Linked DNA regions of Zea mays: region 1 is linked to region 2. Evidence: chromatin contacts called from public Hi-C data. All regions are on one chromosome and are shown on one strand. Each heading gives the region's core, a stretch centred on a gene start, on an enhancer-like site or on the middle of the called end of the contact. The rest is flanking DNA. Distances are from core to core; before and after follow the strand shown.

What was found. Hi-C and Micro-C count contacts between places; a contact is called where the count stands out from the background.
Region 1: a Hi-C map of tassel shows a contact between it and region 2, with 2.4 times the contacts expected there. The contact joins the promoter of LOC103632944 here to the enhancer-like site in region 2. A contact is called at or near these places in 2 of 25 Hi-C or Micro-C datasets (leaf and tassel).

Annotation. Positions count from the first base shown.
Region 1 is chr1:28,368,328-28,372,472 of Zm-B73-REFERENCE-NAM-5.0, reverse strand. It overlaps LOC103632944, which reads left to right and starts at 2,062. Exons shown (of 3, transcript XM_020547106.3): 1 at 2,062-2,889; 2 at 3,014-3,738; 3 at 3,838-4,145. The coding sequence starts at 2,488.
Region 2 is chr1:28,236,589-28,240,997 of Zm-B73-REFERENCE-NAM-5.0, reverse strand. No RefSeq gene overlaps it. Among protein-coding and RNA genes, the nearest start is that of LOC103644520, 83 kb to the left of the region's middle. Within about 2 kb of position 2,812, at least 9 of the 20 cell types and tissues checked have an H3K27ac peak or open chromatin away from gene starts, as enhancers often do. A contact at or near this core is called in tassel, where this site is marked.

The DNA.
Region 1 (4,145 bases), core at 813-3,312, 130 kb before region 2:
GCGTCAGTTACTCCAAACTTTCCAACAAGTGCATCCCACAGCTCTTTCCCTGTAGGAAGGATGATATAGCTTTTCTGGAATTTAGTATCAAGTGCGCTAATTACTGCTCCTCGAAAGAGGTTGTCTTCAGCCTTAAACTTAGCCTCATCCTCAGGAGGTAAGTCGGCAGGCTTGCCCTCAGCGGCATGAAAACAAGACATTGCAGTTAGCCACAATTCCATCTTAGCTTTCCATATCAAGAAGTTTTTACCATCAAAAGGATCAAGCTTTAACACAGCAGCAAAACCTCTGACAGAAAAATGCCTAAAATTAGGCTTTTGGATTGATAGAATTATAGGCATTTTCTGTATCATTTTAATTCCATAAATTAATATTATGATGATGACATATAAAAGATAATTAATCATGACATCAAATATATCCATAACAATATGGATCATGAGAACATAAAGCATATGAATTATATAAATCATATAAATACGATAAACATGTAAACTGACTGAACAATTGAAATTAAACAGATAGAAACATAAACAGCATGACTGTAAAATTAAAACAGACAGATCTATCATATTATAATAAGACAGAACATATAAGATAAAAACATTCCTACATATGAAACAGCATAGATGAATATATGAAACATATATAATCTCCAGAACGCAAAACAGTAAGTAAATAAACTGATCATACCCTCCCATGCGCTCTGATGATCCAGATCCTTGGCCAGCTTTTTTTGTCATGTTGGAGATGTTTTGGGCAGTCGCGTAGACGCTCCCCAAAAACCTAATTGCCGATCCCCCGTGCAAGGTCTCGAACGACACCCGCTTCGGAGGCACCTGCCCTCTCGCTTCTCTGTGCGCGCAGAGTCACGAGATGGAAATACCCTCACTCGGCGGCTGGACTGTGATTCTGAAAGTGTTTTCTCGCGTGTACCGAGTGACAGGGGTGCTCCTCTATTTAACCTCTCGCAGAGGAAAGCTGAAGGAGAAAGGTCTCGCCGAGTCACGCAAGAGTCGGTCAGCTCTCGCCGAGTCATGCCATGAGTCGGCCAGCTCTCGCCGAGTCACGTCATGAGTCGGTAAGCTGAAGGAGAAGGGTTACTCGGCTGACGAAGAGACAAGCAACTGAAAGGTTAACGCGGTTAGTGAGTGCTAAAAATTAACGCCTCGCCACGCCCGGCCCGGCCGGCGGCGGCGCGCGCGCGTATGGCAAGCCCTTGTCCGTTTCCTGACTTCTCAAGTTAAGTGGAATAATTCCCACCATATAAGTCAAGCCAAAAGATTCTTGGACTTCTAATATGGTACTATTGGTATTCTCCACCATTACACACCATAAAGTTTATTCAATAAATGGGTCAGGCCCATAAAATATCCAACAGCTCAGGCCAGAACGAAGAAGCAAGCGGATCTACATCGCTCTGAACGTGTTTTTCAAGGTGGATGATTGGGTTTTGTCAAGCTACAACCCTATGTTCAGTCTTGAGTTGCTACCCGTGCTAATAACAAACTCTAGTTCAAATATTTTGGTCCTTACCAAATTGTGGAGCGAGTGGGATCAGTTGCTTATAGGTTGAAACTGCCACCTTCTTCTGCAATCCATCCGGTATTCCATGTATCACAGCTCAAGGCTGCCCTGGGACGTGACCAGAAACCGGTACCGATGCTTCCAATTGACATGGCTGCTCATCAGGTTCAGCCACTCTTCGTGATCGATTTCTTCGTGCTCCAGCTTGGGGTCAAGCCGGAACTGAAGAGGGGGGGGGGGGGGGGATGTTAGCAGCAGCACTGAAGAACCTGAAGATAAGTCATATTGATGGCAGGAAGAGCAAGCGCGATACAAGAAGCCGTCGTTCAAACAAATAGAAAGGTAGTCGGGCCAAAGTGGGCCAACTGAGCTAGGCTAAGCCCATATTATGCCATATAAGAGAGTCGAACGGTAACGGAGGAGGCATGAAAGAATTGGGAAATAACAGACTACATGTCGTCTTCCTCCTCCCATCTCCTCTCTCTCTCTCTCTCTCTCTCTCTCTCTCTCTCTCTCTCTCTGATTTGTCTCTCGGTTCTTCCTTAGCCTATCCCGATTCTTGACAGCATAGCTCAGCGGCTGGCTACACCTTACTGACAAATCAATCCCGTCTTTGGGAGCAAAATAAAGGACAGTGATAGCTGAGGATTTACACCTTTTCTCAATCTGCAGCACCGGGCACTGGCTATCAACCAGAGAATTGAAGTCCAATCTTGGACATCAGGATTCAGGACAAGGTCACTAGATTCTACAAGACTTTGTCGCAGCCTCTACAATGCCAGTCAGAAACCCAAGCTTTCGCTCGTGAAACTCGCGTCTCACCGCCATCGCTATCCCGCAAAATACATTAGCCAGTCACTTGCTTGCAAGCATTATTAATCGTATAAGAAATGGTAGGTCAATGCTTCCACGTACTTCCCTAAAAAAAATGCTTGCACGTACGAGCAGAGAAGAAAAACGATGCCATGTTGGAGCTGTCATCCCTGGCCTCCGTTTCATATTAAAACCCTTGCGTACGTTGGCACGCGAGTGTTGTTTGTGGAGGAAATGGGGAGCAGCGCGGTGCAGGTGCAGCGGCGTAGGCGGCAGTTGACGCTGGTTCTGGTGACCACGGCGGCGCTGCTGGAGCGCGCGGACGAGGCGCTGCTGCCCGCGGTGTACAAGGAGGTAGGCGAGTCGCTGGGCGTGTCGCCCACCGCGCTGGGCTCCCTCACGCTGTGCCGCGCGCTGGTGCAGACCCTGTGCTACCCGCTCGCGACGTGCGCCGCGGCGCGCTACGATCGCGCGCGCGTCGTCGCTGTCGGGGCATTCCTCTGGGCCGTGGCCACGCTGCTCGTCGGCGCCTCGGGCACATATCTCCAGGTCAGTGACTGCCACTGGCCACTGGAGTCTGGACATCGGACCGGACACTAACAAAGGGGGCATCCTTTGGCTTTAGCGATTGCTGCACGTGCGCGCGCTATCTGAGCGCTAAAGTGTGTTGCAGATGGCGTTGGCAAGGGGCTTCAACGGCGTCGGGCTGGCGGTCGTTGTGCCTGCGGTCTACTCCCTGGTGGCCGACTACAGCGACGACGGCACGCGTGGCGCGGCGTTCGGGTGGGTGACGATGGCGCAAAGCATGGGCCACGTCGCGGGGAACTCCCTCGGCGTGCTGCTAGCGGCTACAAGCTTCCTCGGCGTCCCAGGCTGGCGGCTGGCATTCTACGCCCTCGCGCTCGTCAGCGCCTCGATCGCCGCCCTAACGTGGCTCCTCGGCGCCGACCCGCGCCCCGTCAGCGTGAAGGCCACGGCTGCGGCCACGCTGGCCCAACTCGTCCGAGAGGCCAAGGACGTGGTGAAGGTGCCGACGTTCCAGATCATAGTGGCGCAGGGCGTGGCTGGGTCGGTGCCGTGGTCGGCGCTCAGCTTCGCCGCCATGTGGCTGGAACTCGTCGGGTTCACGCACTGGCAGACCACCGTCATCACTAGCCTGAACAGTCTCGCTAACGCGCTTGGCTCGCTGTTCGCGGGGTTCGTCGGGGACCCAGTGGCGCTGCGGTTCCCCAACACGGGCAGGATCGCGCTTGCGCAGGTGTGCACCGCGTCGAGCATCCCGCTCGCCGCCGTCATGCTGCTGGCGCTCCCCGACAACCCCTCTGCGGGGGCCGCGTACGCCGCCATGTTCTTCGTCTTCGGCTTCGTCTCGCCCTGGTGCCCCGCCTCCACAAACAAGTGAGAGTGACACCACTGTCAGCCCCTGCGCCCCTGCCAACGGTAAAAGGGCCTTTTTGCTCCATCTGGCAAGTCGCTCACCCTGCAGTCATTTTGCAGCCCAATTTTTGCGGAGATCGTGCCGGAGAAGGCGAGGACGACGGTGTACGCTATGGACAGGTGCTTCGAGTCAGTGTTTGCCTCTTTCGCGCCGCCGCTCGTGGGCATCCTGGCGGAGCGCGTCTTCGGGTACCAACCGGCCTCGTCCGGCACGAGCGTGGAGGCTGACAGGGAGAACGCCGCTGCTCTCGGCAAGGCGGTATTCGCAGAGATCGCCGTGCCAGTTGCCGTCTGTTGCCTCACCTACACCGCGCTGTACTGGACTTACCCCGCGGACAGACGGCACGCGCAGATGGCCGCTCTGCAGG
Region 2 (4,409 bases), core at 1,563-4,062:
TTGGAAAAACAGGCCAAGCGCGGACCGTCCGGGCCCTTGCGGCGGACCGTCCGCAACACCAGGATGACCCTCGGACAGAACCAATGCAAAAATCCAAGTCTGCACTACGGACCGTCCGGAGGAAAAGCAAGGACCGTCTGAGACCTCGCGCGGACCGTCCGGCCTCAGGCGCGGACCGTCCGGTAGGTAAGGAACCGAAAAACCCGAAGGTGACGGGTTCGGAAAAATGAATTATAGCGGCCTCGCGGACCGTCCGGGGTGCACGACCGGACCGTCCGCGACTGGCTTTATCTGACATCTGACGACGCATTAAATGCAATATAGCCGTTGATATAGCCGTTACTGCTGACCGTTGCGTTTTCAGCCGTTGATCTACAGGGGCGGACCGTCCAGACTAGGCGGGCGGACCGTCCGCGCTCAGCAGAATGGAGCAACGGCTAGGAAGTGGTTGGTGGCTATAAATACAACCCCAACCACCTCCATTCACTTCACCCAAGCATTCCAACCTTCAACATTCAATACAAGAGCTAGCAATCCATTCCAAGACACATTCAAAGCCTCCATCTCTCCAAGTTTCACAATTGAGAAAAGAGATCATTAGTGATTAGTGACTTGAGAGAGAAAGTGATCTGTGTGTTATTTGTCGCTCTTGTCGCTTGGCTTTTGCAATCGTGCTTTCTTTGATTCTTCATTGCGATCAAACTCACTTGTAATTGAGGCAAGAGACACCAATCTTGTGGTGGTCCTTGTGGGAACTTTGTGTTCCAAGTGATTGAGAAGAAAAGCTCACTCGGTCTGAGGGACCGTTTTGAGAGAGGGAAATGGTTGAAAGAGACCCGGTCTTTGTGACCTCCTCAACGGGGAGTAGGTTTGCGAGAACCGAACCTCGGTAAAACAAATCCGCGTGTCACACTCTTCATTTGCTTGCGATTTGTTTTTCACCCTCTATCGCGGACTCGTTTATATTTCTAACGCTAACCCGGCTTGTAGTTGTGTTTATATTTGTAAATTTCAGTTTCGCCCTATTCACCCCCCTCTAGGCGACTATCAATACTTGTCAAACTTAAGTAATCACTAAAGCTATAACTAGACATAGTAAATTGGCAAATGTCATCTTGCTACTTAGGTGCTAACCAAGATTTGCCGCATAATAGATAAAAGTGAATTGCTAAAAGATGATTAATAATCATGACGCCTCTTAAGTTGCTAATAACTACATTAATTCATGTACTCTTCCAAAATAAAGAGCCAACTCCAGATAAAGTCTTGCATGATCCTTGGTGTCTTTTACTTTCTTATTTCCTGGTTTTGGACGGGTAAGTCAAGTTGAGTACATTCGAGTACTTAGGGTTTATCCCACCATATTGCAGGTGAAGGTTTAGGCCTGATGAGGATGGTGGATAAGTGTCGGTGGGCTCGACCTTCTATATATTTATCCCATCTCTAATTTTTCTAGAAGATTGTCATTGAGTTAACAATGTATTTCAAAACTATGGTTATATCTATATTGTTCAAAGTTATATTTGTTTAAAATCAAGTTTTGTACTTACTCTCATCTCCTTACTTGTACACTCGTGGCTGCAAAACTCCAGTATGTGAATGTGTATTTACTTAATTTGTGAAATTGATTGTGAGTTGATTTACCGAGGTCCTCTGAGATACTCGACAGTCTATCAGATTTATATAGGTTCAAGTATTTAAAACAAATGTGGAAGTAGATGTTTTTAGTACTTGTGCTTTTATAGATTTGACGGTCTTATCACATATGTAATTTCAATTTTATTATTTAGATGTCACTAAAGTGGAGTTTAAAATTGTGTGATTCAATTCCACATAATACAAAAGGGTGATGCTTTGTATTAGAAGAGTGTGTTTCTAGTAAGAGCAACTCCGGTAGTTCTTTAAAAAATAGCTCCTTAAATTGTTATTTCGGGAGTTGGTAAATAAGGTTTGAGAGTAAAATAAATCTTTGACATCCAACAGTTTCTTATATGTAGATAGTAAATAAAAATTTCAAAACTTTTTACGTTTCGTTGCCCGTTGCCCATCCTCCCGTCCTCAACCTGCCGCGTCACTGCCCTCATGTCCATTGCATGTTGTGATGTCCAAACTTGCCCAGCATATACACGTCTGCTTTGGACACCGGCTTTTGTTGGAGCCTGGGACCTGGGACCGATGGCAAGGTACTACGGTGGCTTGTGGTGCAGAACGGTGGCTAGGACCGACGGCTAGGACCTAGGACAGAAAACGAGAGCTAGTAGCAGGGAACGAGGCCGGCGGCACCGCAGTGCAGAACAGAAACGATGATGTGGAACAGGAACCGGCAACGACGGAGAGCTAGACTTGGCGGCGTGGAAGCCGGACATGTGGGATGTGCGTAGCTCGGCCAGGAAAATTTGACACGATTTTTTTATTTGAGGAGTGGTAGAAGGATAGCTACATTTGGAGAGTACATAGGGTTGAATTAGAAGTTGATAAATTTAGAGGGTTGCTTTAAGGGATTGTTGGAGAGATATTTTCAGAGCAGTTCTCTAAAATTTTGATTTAGAGAGTTCTTTTACATAACTACTGGAGTTGCTCTAATAGTTCAAATCTAGGGAATTTGATCTCTAATTTCAAATCTTACTTTCATATGCAACCAAACAATAGAATATTAGAAAGGTGATTTTAATTACTAATTTTATGCTCTAATATCTACATCCAAATGGTGTATTAGAATTCACATTTTCTCCACACTTACACACAGAGAAACCTGAAAGGCCGAAACCAGCCTCGGTGCGTGCCCATTGCCCACTCTCCAGTCGACTCCGCAACCGAAACTTCTTGCCGCCACTACGCCCCAAGGCCCCCATCAAGCTCGCCACCGGGCACCAGCCATTCCCATGTCTATAGGCCGCCTCGGCCGCGCGCCCGCGTCGCTATTCCTGCTCCAGTCCTTTGCCACGACCACCGCCTCATCTTCCCCTGCCGCGACCACCACCTCATCCCCGGGCTTCCTCGCGCACCACCTGCTCGACGAATTCTCCCGCCCGCGCGCCACCCGTGACGCGGCCCGCCTCCGCCGCCTCGCGGCGTATCTCACGCCGCCCGCCGCGGAGTCCGTCATCCTCCGCCTGCCGTCCTGGCGCCACGCGCTCGACTTCTTCCGCTGGGCCGCGGAGCAGCCGGGCTTCCGCCACTCCTGCTATTCCCTCAACGCCATGGCATCACTCCTGCCACCGCACCAGCGCGCGCACCTCGACCGCCTCGCCACCGATGCACTCGTCTCCCGCTGCTCCATGACGCCTGGCGCGCTGGGGTTCCTTCTCCGCCGCCTCGGCGCGGCTGGCCTCCCGGACACCGCTGCCCGCGTCTTTGATGCAGCGAAGACGACGCTCAGCTGCGCCCCAAACTCGTACACGTACAACTGCCTCCTTGACGCGCTCGCGAAGGCCGGCCGCGCGGAAGACGCCGAGGCGCGGTTGCAGGAGATGGTGGTGACGTGCGGTGACGAGAGCGTCGACAGGTACACGCTCACCTCGCTCCTACAATGCTATTGCAACGCGGGCCGTCCTGAAGACGCGAGCGCTGTGTTACAGAGAATGAGCAAGAGGGCCTGGGTGGATGAGCACGTGTTGACGATGCTTATTGTGGCGTACAGCAAGTGGGGAAAGGTGGAGGATGCAGTTGAGCTGCTTGGGAGGATGGAGGCACTTGACATGCGACCAAACGAGAAGACATTGAGCGTTCTGGTACATGGGCTTGCCAGGCAGGGGAGGGTTGATGTGGCCATGAATATGTTTGGTAAGATGGCCAGTTATGGATTCAGTGTGGATTTGGCGATGTACAGTGTGTTAATTGAGGGGCTGTGTCATGGAAACGAGATGGGGAAAGCTGTGAAATTGTTCGAGGATATGAAGCGGGACAGGATTACACCTGATGTCCGCTTGCTCAAGAAGATAATCGAAGCATTCTGTAGGCAAGGAGATTTCTCTACTGTTGGTCCATTCATTAATGAAAATGCAGTGCATCTGAAACCCGGCAGTGCTGTTCTATTATATAATGTGATTCTTGACGGTCTTATTAACCATGGAGAGGTAGAAGCAGCATATCAGTTGCTCAGCTCCATGGTGCGTGGTGATCAGAGGGTTAGTGACGATGATACTGTTGGTGTGCATATTTTTGTTATCACTGAAGATGTTAAACCAAACTCTGATTCGTTTAACATTGTTGTGTGCGGCCTTTGTAAGGTTAAGAAGCTGGATCTGGCTTTGGCTCTCACAAAGGACATGGTTGGCCTTGGTTGCAAGGGAAAGCTTTTGATGTTTAATGATTTGATACTTGAATTGTGCAATTCGGGTAAACTAGATGAAGCATATGAGATATTCAACCAAATGAAGGATCTTGGTTTGAAACCCTCCGAGTTCACA